Regions from separate parts of the Zea mays genome. Here region 1 is linked to region 2. The links are chromatin contacts, called in public Hi-C maps. All regions are on one chromosome and are shown on one strand. The core of a region is the stretch at or near the end of the contact, and the rest is flanking DNA. Distances in the headings are between cores, read along the strand shown. Region 1 has its middle 9.3 kb from the start of LOC103643023. Region 2 holds the start of LOC100281072.

The links. A called contact is a pair of places that touch in the nucleus more often than the background predicts.
Region 1: a Hi-C map of tassel shows a contact between it and region 2, with 2.3 times the contacts expected there. The contact joins the enhancer-like site here to the promoter of LOC100281072 in region 2. A contact is called at or near these places in 4 of 25 Hi-C or Micro-C datasets (leaf and tassel).

Annotation. Positions count from the first base shown.
Region 1 is chr1:199,616,350-199,622,719 of Zm-B73-REFERENCE-NAM-5.0, forward strand. No RefSeq gene overlaps it. Among protein-coding and RNA genes, the nearest start is that of LOC103643023, 9.3 kb to the left of the region's middle. Within about 2 kb of position 4,637, at least 15 of the 20 cell types and tissues checked have an H3K27ac peak or open chromatin away from gene starts, as enhancers often do. A contact at or near this core is called in leaf and tassel, where this site is marked.
Region 2 is chr1:199,508,949-199,514,949 of Zm-B73-REFERENCE-NAM-5.0, forward strand. It overlaps LOC100281072, which reads left to right and starts at 3,767. Exons shown (of 3, transcript NM_001371973.1): 1 at 3,767-4,361; 2 at 4,507-4,808. The coding sequence starts at 4,136.

The DNA.
Region 1 (6,370 bases), core at 3,387-5,886, 110 kb after region 2:
ATGAGTATGCAATCTACCATATGAGAGGAAATTCTTCAAAGAATGGTAATATAAATTTAAAGACATTTGAAGTGCTTCTTTTTCTATGCGAGTACACAAGACACATGAGAAATCATAATTTTGAGATACTTGCACTTAAAACACAAGCGTTACCATCCTTCGGCTTTCCTCCATGTTGTAGGCCTTGATTTTTCCGCACAAGATAATTCTTTGTTTCCTACAACATCAATATCTTCCCCGAGATGATATGAGTTTTAGACATAACAATTTGAAATAACTTTGGGTCAATCTTGGATATATGGATCATTGAAGATTGCTAGCTTGAGTTAAATTGAATTAACTTTCTTAAGCACCCCAAGGCTTCATATCATCTCCTTTTCCTGCAAAGCTTGTCAAGCATATTTTGGTACCCATCTCTTGATGGGTCCATCAAGGTTAGTCAACAAAGATCTAGGAACTCAAACGTCTTTTGTGTTAGCACTAAGTAAACTCATTACCTTTCTAGCACAAGTTGCAATTTTGGGTTGCCTAGTTATATGAGAAATAATTGACAAGCTAGGAGTGAGATTGTTACCATTGGGACAATCTTTGCATTGATGTCCCTTCTTTCGGCATATGTAGCATAGGTGATCTTCTAGCCTTGAAGATTTCTTCCTTCCTTGTTTCTTGCTTGCTACATGGTTAGTGAATATTTTCTTTTCTAACATTATGCCTTTTTGTTTTAAATGGGGACAAGATCTAAATAAGTGTCCCTTCTTGGAGCATTTAAAACAAACTTTATCATCCTTGTCAATAATCAAGTCATTTTTAATATAGGGGCATGACCTAATCGAGTGCCCCTTTTCAAAGCATTCACTACACTTCTGACTTTTCTTAGTGTGAAGTGAGACTTGATTATTACCTTGGATGTTACCTTTTATGGAGGTGTGGTTGAGGCTTTTGGAAGAGGTATTGATTTTCTTCTTTTGTTCCTTCCCCTTAGCAATCCTCAAGTCCTTGACATTTTCTTCAAGGGATTTAGTGCATGCCACGGTTGTTCCCGTCTCAAGCTTCTTCACCATGTGATCACGGTTATCTTGAGAAGGTTGAGCAATGCACTTCCCTTTTAGTTATGTCAAGCTCATTTTTAGCCTCTCATTTTCTTCTTTGAGCTTTTGATAAGTATCATCTTTTGTTCCTGCAAATTCTAGCTCAAAAGGAAGATTTGCTTGTCGACGGACAACAAGCACTAGCAAATGGTAATGTAGTTTCAATTTGAATACATGTGCATGAGTGAGGTTGTTGGAATTTTAAGTTTTCTATCACAACCTCATGAGCAATATTTAATATGATATGATCATCCATAAGATTTTCATAAGAACATAGAAGCATATTATATTTTCTTGAAAAGCTAGATTTTCATCTTTTAGCTTTTCTACTTGGTCCTTAAGCAAGACATTCTTATTTACTAATTGAGCGATACAATGTAAAGCGTTATCTTGCTCAATTGAAATAGTTTCATACCTTTGGACCAAATCAACATGAGAGCACTTTAGCTCCTCATGTTCTTTAGTCAACTCGTCAAAGTATTGCATTTTTATGGAGAGAATACTTTCTAGCCTTTGACGAGCTTCGCTTTGCTCTCTCGCTCTTTCTAGAAGTTTGAGCATGACCGCCTTATCTTCTTGGCTTAGGCGAGCGTAGAGTTGCATGAAGCTTCTTTCTTTCTCCTCATCCTCATTTGTGCTTCCGCTATCATTTTCATTAGCCACACAACATATGTGGGAATCGAAATGGGAAGACAAACCTTTTGGAGAGATGGATTCATCGTTTGGTCTCCATCGATCATTTTCTTCTTCTTCCTTGCAAAGGTTAGTATCACAAAGACCAAAGGAAGTAGAAGCACAAAATGAACTATCATGTTTGGACTCATCAAATTTGCTTTTAATTCTAGTCCAAATATCATACACATCACAAATAGATTTATCATATTTTATTACGAAGGCATGATAATCTTCTTTGCTAAGGGATTTACTTAAGATGTCATAAGCTAGATAGTTTAAGCGTATACATCTTAAATCTTCTTCGGAGGCATTTTCCCTAGCATAGTTAGGAAGAAATAATACTCTTACTAAAATTTGTTCTAATTGTGGATCTACCGTTCTAAAAGCATTTATCACTCTAGTAGACCATGACTCATAATTAGAACAATCGAAAAGTAATATTTCAAGAGTTACCTCCCTGTTCTCCTGGGTCTTCTTGTTCTTTTGGGATCTTTTACGAGCCATCACTTCAAGTTGTTAGACTCAAGATGAAGTGCCTAGCTCTGATACCAATTGAAAGTCACCTAGAGGGGGGGTGAATAGGCGAAACCTGAAAATTAAAACTTTATCCCCCAACTAGATCCCTTGATTAGTGGTTAGAACAAGATATACAATTATCGGAGTATATAAAAAAACTAAGTCCTTGCTTGGCTTGCAAATAATGCGGAATTGATAAACCAATACAACTAATAAGTCTATGAGAATAAAGCAAGAGGGCTTAGATAAGAAGAGCAATAACACAAGTTCTTTCTTGCAAGGTGTTGCTTCACTAAATGAGAATTTAACTTAAAGCAACACCAAATAGTATTAGCAAAGAATTGTGCAAGAAGAACTTAGAAAGGAAAAGAACAAACAAATCACAAGCAATAAGCACATGAGACACAAGTGATTTGTTTTACCGAGGTTCGGCCCTCGAAGGCCTAGTCCCCGTTGAGGAGTCCACTAAGGACGGGTCTCTTTCAACTCTTTCTCTCTTTCTCCACCGATCACCAAAGACCGGAGAGCTCTTCTTCTTCTCAAGGATCACTTAAGACCCCACAAGGATCACCACACTCTTTGGTGTCTCTTGCTAGCTTTACAAGCCTCCAAAACTTTGGAGGAAGTTCAATGGGAGTCAAAACTCCACGCGCAAATGAACACAAAGAAGTAGCACACACTATCTCTCAATGAATCTCACAAGGCACTAGTGCTAAACTCAAATGAATAGCTCTCTCTTGCTTGCTCTATCTTTTGTGGCACTTGTGTTGGTTGTAGTGGTCTAGATCTTGTGTATAGGATGGATCAATGAATAGAAGTGGTTGGGAGGGCTTGAGTATGTCAACTAGATGACTTGGAATGTTGCTTGGGCTCCCACACCTTGAAGTGGCCGGTTGGGGTGGTATTTATAGCCACCATCCAAAATGTAGCCGTTGAAGAAGGCTGCTGGCGATGGGCGCACCGGACAGTCCAGTGCGCCACCGGACAGTGTCCGGTGCGCCACCGGACAGTGTCCGGTGAGCTGCCACGTCATCTTCCCATTAGGGCTTGGAGCTGGTCGACCGTTGGAGGCTCTATCCTCATGTGGCACCGGACAGTCCGGTGCCCCTCTGACCGTCTGCTCTGACATCTGATTTGCATTGTTTGCTTTGCAGAGTCGACCGTTGCGCGCAGATGACCGTTGCTCCGCTGGCGCATCGGACAGCCCGGTGGCACACCAGACAGTCCGGTGAATTATAGCGGAGGTGCGCCTGGGAAACCCGAAGGTGAAGAGTTTGAAGTCGATCTTCCCTGGTGCACCGGACACTGTCCGGTGGTGCACCGGACAGTCCGGTGCGCCAGACCAGGGAGCACTTCGGTTTCCTTTGCTCCTTTCTTCTTGAACCCTTTTTAATCTTTGTATTGGTTTTGAGTTGAACCTTTGGCACCTGTAGAACATATACTCTAGAGCAAACTAGTTAGTCCAATTATTTGTGTGTGGCATTTGAACCACCAAAATCAGTTAGGAAAAGGTTTAAAGTCTATTTCCCTTTCAAAAATGTTTATTAGTTTTTGTAACTTATTTGCAATTTTTTAGTAAAACTAGAATATTTATGAATTTTAAATATTGCGGTGTTGGTTCTACAATGTCCTTATGATAAGCAACTTTGAACTGCATGATGTCAATTTTACTGGTTTCCTTTCTTACATCTGATCTATCATATACATGATTATGTATTGCTTAACTTATGGATGGTTGGTCAATTAATATCATCGGATGAAGCGAACTACCCGACAATTATCCGGTATCTACCCGAGTAGTATCTGTTATTCGTTTCTTACCCGTCCGGATTATTACCCGATCCCGTTCTGTATCCGTCCCGAATCTTAACTACCCGTATCCGGTCCCGTATCCGAGAGAAATACATTAGGGTAGGATACGGAATGACCCTGTATCCGACTGTATCCGTCCTGTTTTCATCCCTAATTATCATCGTCAGTGCTGTCTCTCACTCCGCTGGTCATTCATTCTCATTTCACGACGAGATCCCCTGGAGAAATTATTTATGGAGCCCGTAGAGATTATGGGGGACCGGATTACTCTCCAGTGGCTGTGCTGGGCGATGCATGCATGCGCGGTTTGGTTTCGTGCGTCCGACAGGTAGCGCCGGTGAGACGTCTAGCTCGTCGTCTTCCCAGTACAGCTAGCAACGATGATTACATTACAATATTACCTATATATATATAGAAGCTCATGAGACCTATAGCTAGCAGCGCATGCCGGGCCCACGTACGTGCGTTGTAGTACGGAGAGGGAGGAACAGGATGATTAGCTGTGTGGTAATCATATCGCTCTATTATTAAGACTTGATACCCTCCCTGTCTTCGTCTGCGGACGGGCAGTGAGCATGGGCCATCATGTGTTGTTGACGACCGGATGACAGGATCGTCGGGCTGCAAATACAGCCTACGTGCAAATAAACCCAACAGCCCATCACTAGGCTAATGCAAACGGCGTGTCGACCGGGCCGGGCCGGGCCGAATAGGACTAGTTTGAGAAACATTGAATTGCCATCCTGAATCTCTAATTCAGAGCGGTCCTAGCTGTTGTTTGAATCAACTGAGACAGACAGTAACACTCGCGCTTCATCAGCCACTGTTCCAGATCTTGGGACAGAACACACCTGCAGATTTGCAGTGTCCAGCTGCCGAGGGAAAGTATACATAGAGCACCTCAAATATATGCAGATTTGCTCAACGTTGAGTGTGTGTGTGTAATGGTATTGTACCAAAATTCTGTGATGAAGGTTCACTTACTCCACTGGTGTTGGCGTGAATGAACGATGCAGCAGCCCAACAAGACTTCGACACATTGGTTAAGACGCTCAGTCTGTCCAGCCGTTAATGGATGATAAAAAAAACGTTTTCCCTACATCTGGTTGCTTTACTTATTTATCTTCAGGTAATGCTGGATTTGCTGGTGTTGTATCAGGTGGGGGCTTTTCAGCACCACACCAACTGCTTCTGCAGGTGTTGGTTTTGCCGCCGCTGCTACTGGTGGAGGTTTTGCTGCTCTTGCTTCCAAAAGTGGTGGTTTTGCCTGGTGCAGCTTCATCTGGTGGTGGTTTTGGAAGTGCCTCCCACTCCCAGGGAGGTGGCTTTGGCAGTGGTGAGATCTCCCAAGTCGTGTTCTGTTTTGAACAAATACTTATTTTTTTTGCAGGGTAGTTTTTCGATAAATGCTAATGTGTGACAGTGCACATCGCTTATGGTTTGTATATGTGTTTAATCAATCATCCAACATTCGAACCTGTGGCTGTGGTGTGTCATCAGTTTAAAGTTTTGCTAGTTCCTGGCAGTTAAACACACACCTAGATTGACTCTATTATTGGGTTAAATGCTGGTATTTGGAGTTGGAACTGCTAAGTTGCATTACTCATTTCTAGAAAGATGCTAGCATATAATGCATAGGCTCCATTAGGCTTATAAAGAACTTTTATGGTCTCCCTTGTCAGCAGTTATCACTGATCAGTTCCTAACATATCTACTCATTTCAGCTGTCCTGAACAAGTCCATATAAAGTATTTGATTTTGTCTTTAGGAATAGTATATATTGATTTTTAAGTCTCGCAAACATTTTCTACAAATGTAGTCAATCTTGAGAAAAATTGGTACTCCAGCAAGAAAGGTGGTAGCGATGCTTGTTGGTCGGCTTTGATATTCCAGGAGACACTGATGGCTTTGTTGAGGACCTCAAAGAGCACGGCGGCAGTTTGATAGGCTTTGGTGAGCCGAACCCTGGGGATGCATTGATCAATTGGTTCAGTAATGATTTTATGGTTATTTATATATATATATATATATATATATATATATATATATATATATATATATATATATATATATATATATATATATATATGGAACGCCTAATAGGTGAATCATATAGCAATAGAATAAAGGAGGAAGAGGCAGACCTGTCGGCTTTACCAGCAACTTTTTGAAGCGCCTGAATGTACTTCTTGTAGTAGAGCTGGTAGAAGCTCTGCAATTCTTTGGTGTCACTCTGGTTGAGCCTACCGTTGAGCGTGGGATCATTATTCTCCCTTTCG
Region 2 (6,001 bases), core at 2,517-5,016:
TAGCGCCAAATCTGCCGGGCGAAATAAAGCTGACTGCTGCTGATTAGTTTGCGACAAAAAAAAGCCGAAAACCACGCCTGTTAAGCAAGCTTGGTATCTGGGCTATAGATAGCTTCAGCCGCTGTTACTACATGGCTATGGCTTCACGTTTCCCGCGCGCGCCTCATTAGCGTCCGGCAAGGTTTCTTTTTTTAGGTTGATGCGCGCAAAGTATAGCAGAAAGATAATAAAGTCAGAACGTCCCCGTTTGGCATGCATCTTACAGTACCGGCCGGTGTTCACGGCATAATATATAGGACGTCCCTCTACTTTGTATTGATATATGACGTGGTTTGTTTATGTGTGTTGCTTACTTGCTTTAGACCCAGATTGTCTAGTACTCTCTTGGGTTTTTTTTCACCGTTTTAGTCCAAAAACTAGCAAAAACAAATATTTAATAACGAAGGTAGTAGTAAATTGGGTCTAGTGCCTTGCATAGTTGCATGATAGCATGTAATTAGGCCATGTTTGACAGGCATCCATATGGCTCCGGCTCTATGCTATACTTAATAGCGCATCCATAAATGGATCAAAGAAGGGGTTACTAAACCGGCTCTATGCTATACTTAATAGCGCATCTATAAATGGATCAAAGAAGGGGTTACTAAACCGGCCAACCATGACGTTGGTGGTCTAGCAACATACGACTGATACCTTGTTGTGGGCAATAGGGATGGCAACGAGGAATTCCCTATTAGGTTTTGGCTCCACATACTCGTCCCCGCGACAGAAAAAAGTTCCTCGCGGGGGGGCATTTCTTCCCCATCCCCGTTCCCAGCGAGGATAAATCCCGTCAAGGATCCCCATCCCCGCTTAAATTATAATCATGACATATTTTCTTTATTATTAATTCAAAATATTGTCACTTAATGTTAGAAATCATTGTGTACATCAAAATAAACATATTTGTACAACGAATTACCTCTTAACAATATAATTATTTATTTTTATCATTATATATTACATGAAAACATCATCATATATAAGTTTAATGGGTCCTACGAGGAACGGGGATGGGAAATGTTTTTCCATGTTTACCCGTCGGGGGAGGATTTTTCCCCGTTTACATCCCCGCGGGGGGAGAACCTTCCCCATCCACATCCCCTAACGGAGGAATTCCCCGCGGGGAATCGGAGATCGAAGCCCATTGCCATCTCTAGTGGGCAACTTGGTCAATTAGCCACTTCCACTTGTCGATATAGAGCCTAGACATGTGCCATGGAGCAGATGGAGGGTAACTACCAGACATACAACAACGAGCCAACGACTCACGGGTAGCGCAGTTGCCATGTATCGGACGACTAGGGTTAGGACGTAGACTGAGACGAGACCGATGTCGTGGCGCACGCGTGTCAGATGGGGCATTTAATTTGTTTCTGTCTTTGCAGATGGCACTTTTAGCTGAGTCATTACCATGACATTTTTTGTGACAACCACACAATAAAGATGGCAAAAGATTATATTGTCCTGTTAGATGTCGTCGTTGCTGATACGTGTTAGATTGTGGAGTAGCACATTTAGGCTGGTTTCAAGACCTACTCCTACTACTTTTAACCCAACGCGCGAGGCCAGCAGCCCCCCTTTGCATCCATCCCTAGCTACAATACCACTTGCATGCAGCGAAAAGGTCCAGGGTAATAGCCACAGAGTTACCTTGCGTGAGGCTCTAATGACGATTTGAGGAAAGCCTACACCTTTCTTGATTCTTTTGTAAAAATACTGATGTACCAATAATAGTTTATATCCACCAGTAGAAAAAGGCTCAAAGCCTGCGGGGACGATATATTTTTACAGACGGATTCGATTATCCACCGACTGTGCTATTTCTAGTGGCGGTTCCTTAAGAAAACCGCCACTAGAAATCGTATTTCTACTGGCGGTTCCTTAAGAAAACCGCCAGTAGAAATCCATGATTTGTAGTGGCGGTTTTCTTAAGGAACCGCCAGTAGAAATACGATTTCTAGTGGCGGTTTTCTTAAGGAACCGCCACTAGAAATCATTTTTATCCTTAATTTTTCGAGTTTTTCAAACGGCCGCGTATGACAAAACCATCAAAATAAAAGTTGTAGATCTCTAAAAGTTATGAAACTTTGTAGTTGACAACTTTTTTATTTGAACTCATTTCGGTTCTCAAAAATTGAATCTAAGTATGTCAAATTTAAAATTCAAATTTTGCAAACTACCTCGGATGAAAAAAGTGTCAAAATAAAAGTTGTAGAACTTCAAAAGTTATTTATCTTTGTAGTTGACAACTTTTATATTTGAATTCGTTTAGGGTCTCAAATAAGCAATTTACACTCAAATGGTTGTAATATGTGAAGAAAACAACTACAAACTAGACACAAGACATGTCATAGACGGAGTGGTAGGGGAGGGTATGCGCGAGGGTGAGGTCGACGGTTCGAACACTAACAACCGCGTAGCGCGCGAAAAATGCCGCGACTAATAAAATAATTTTTTTACTATTTTTAAAATATGTTTTCTGGAAACGATTTGCACTGGCGGTTTTATTACGTCGACCGCCAGTGAAAATCGATTTTCACTGGCGGTTTTATTATGCCGACCGCCAGTGAAAATCGATTTTCACTGGCGGTCCTCAGTTACCCGCCTGTAAAAATGATGATTTCTACTGGCCCCTAGCACTGGCGGTTACGAAAAACGCCACTATAAATAGGTTTACAACCGCCACTATAGAACTTCTCTGTACTAGTGATCTCTAACACACTTTAAGCTTTCACATTTATATTATGCAACCCTGGTTATGTGCTTTACCTTGCTAGCAAAGTTATAGACTATTGGGTTATGTAGTTTTAGCCGCTGGAAAACAAAGTATGTGTTTGGCATCCTAGATTTTCACTATATAACTTTTACTATCAGGAAAATGTTATAAACCCTACACATGATGTGCGATAGAATTTAGCAAAGGGAGAGATTGTCGTTTCATCTATCGTTGTGATGTCTCTTAGCATCCGCAATGCGAATCACCATGGAGTCCAAGGCCAGTAATTCCTTGCCTAAACCAGTGCCTAGCTCTACCTCTACTCAAGCTCAAGTACTAAGCCGCCATCCATCAACTCGCCTTATCTAGAGATCAAGGGTAGTTATAGAGCCTTAAGCCAATTTCGACATGCGTGACATGGAATTCAGGGGTTGACGTCAATTTAATTGAAGGAGCTAGAGGGGTGATGGAATGATTGGGAGGACGATAGTATGACGTTGAGCCAAGCAGTGCTAGATGCCAGGCGGTAGAGAAGAAAAGGGATGCAAACATGACCTTAGTCTATGAGCAACAGATCGTGTATATAACTGTACAAAATACTTTATTTTACTATAGATAATATTGTTTATAGAATAAAGTTTAAAATAAAAGATGTTGATGAGTAAGATGCAGTAGTTCACGGAACATTCAGAGCGCTCTACTGTTCAGTATCGGTGGATGAATTGTAATTTGTAACCCGCTGGCTACAGGTAAAATAAAAAAAAAGACATGGAGCAAGTAACAGTAGTTTGCAATTCACATCTAGCTTCGTGGGAGATTCTGGAAGGAGTTCACGAAACCGGCGCGCGAGCGACGGTGGACTTCGCCGGCCGGGCTGGATGCCTGATCGATGGCGTACAGACGTTCAGCTGCCTGCTGAGGAAGGGAGGAGGATAGATGGAGTAAGATCGACGCAACAGGGCACCCTATAAAGCCGCCCTTTTCCCCTCTCTCTTCTCCAGAGCCTCCCTCCTCACCCTGGAAAACACACGCACGCAGACCTCCCCCAACCGCTCTCAGTCTCTCCCTCCCTGTCTCTCTGTTCAATCTCTCGGCTCGCCATGGACGCTCCGAGCAACTGCACGCGTCCTGCGCGCGCCAAGTGACCGAACAAGCTCGAGCTCTGCTGCTACAGTTGCTTGCCCCTGTGCCAAACTGGCAGGAGGTAGGTAGCTTATAGCAGCTAGAGCTAAGCTGTGGTGCGTAGCGGCAGCTAGAGCTAGCTAGCAGTGCACGCGCAGGTGCGTGCTAGCTAGCTCGTTAGCTGTGTACTAGCTGTGTAGCAGCAGCAGCAGCACAGTAGCAGTAGTCGGTGATAAAAGGAATTTCTTTGGGGACATGTCGGCGGAGAGAGCCCCGGTGCTGGTGAGGCACGGCGGCGGCGGCGTGGAGGCGCTCCGGCAGCTCCCGCCGGGGTTCCGGTTCCGCCCCACGGACGAGGAGCTCGTGGTGCAGTACCTCCGGCGCAAGGCCATCGGCGTGCCGCTCCCCGCCGCCGTCATCCCCGTCTTCCGCGACCTCTACAGCCGCGACCCCTGGGACGTCGTCGCCGTCTCTGCCCCTGGTACTAGTACACGCCACCACGCGATGACGCCTCCAACGAACATCTATCGTTTGTGTCTGTCACTGCTATGCTGGGAAGGACTAGGAGAGAAAGAACTAAAGGTCCAATCTTTTTGTTCTTCTTCTTTTGCGCTGCCTGTCTCCAGCAGATACGAGGAGCGAGGGGGAGAAATACTTCTTCGCGGTGCGGCCGGCGAGCGGCGGCAAGAGCAGCGGCGCTGGTACTGGTAGCAGGGCGGCCGCGGGCGGGCGGTGGAAGCCGTCGGGGAAGGAGAAGCCGGTGGTGCTGCCCCGCCCGTGTGGCGGAGGGAGCCTCCTGGTGGGCGTGAAGAGGGCGATGACGTTCGTGCCCCGCCGCCGGAAGAAGACGGCGGCGTTGCCGTCGGCGGCCCTGAAGACCGGCTGGGTCATGCACGAGTACCGCCTCGCCGCGCCGCTGCACAAGAACGTGAGTGACTCTTCTCTTCTCCATATACGCCGCGTGCATGCTTCAACCTCTTTGCCTCTCTCTCTCTCTCTCTCTCTCTCCCTCCCTCCCTCCCCCTCAGAAGTCATACGTAACAAGTCATGCATGTAGATCTTTTGATGACTGATCTGGTTACAGTGGCAAAGTTCAGGGACTCAGTAATAGAGTATTATATATAGGGTATATTAAGCCCTCAAAGTTACGCTAATTAGGTCAGTAACTGCAAACATCTAGCTAGCTAGCTAGCTAGTGACATGATACCAGCAGTACCTGACTACCTGAGATCGATTGTGAGATTACGAGAAGGGATGATTTTTTTTGAGGGATACGAGAAGAGAGGGATCATATCACGAACATGTAGCTAGCTGCTAGCGCCTAGAGAGATGATGAGATGCATGTACAGCGAGGCCGGGATGAAGCAGCTAGCAGTAGCAGGTGAGTTTATTAGCGATGCTGGGGATAGAAATTGATAGAATAGCTCGGCCGGCCGGCCTGCGAGTAGATAGACGGTGGTTCATTCTGGCACACATCCATCTTGGCATCTTCCTACCTACTAATCGGACATGTCGTTCTGGCATGATCACGCTATGTATGGGCATCTCTCTCTCTCTCTCTCTCTCTCTCTCTCTCTCTCTCTCTCTCTCTCTCTCTCCATTATATTAATTTCAATTAGCCCTAATAAACTTGGTCCACTAATGAATGAGCAAACCTGCTGATGTTAATTAAGCTATGTATGTGCTCCTGTATGAGACTTTTATCTTGTTAAAGAAAAGAAGAAAAATCATGCTTGGTTAATGGGTTTATTTCAAGAACCCGAAAAAGAAAGCTCGTTGTCGGTGTCCAGGGAAAAAAAAAGATGAAGAAAACTGGTTTGGGTACGTACGGTGACGGATAATGAATCACATCGCACATATATATGCCCTGGTGGTTGCAAATTTATGCCGACACCGAGTGGTAGCTGTACTTAACCAGTAAGTACTGCTGCTTGCAGCTCAGATGGACCGGCCGCCCGGCCGGCCGGATTCCGCCGTGATCTCTCTCTGCTTGTCCCTCGCCCCACCACCACACCACACCGTAGAGGTAGGTCCATGGCCAACCAACAACCAATCAACCGAAGCAGCAGCGCCTGAACCGCTGGCACTTTAATTCTGACGACGACGACGACGACGCCTTGA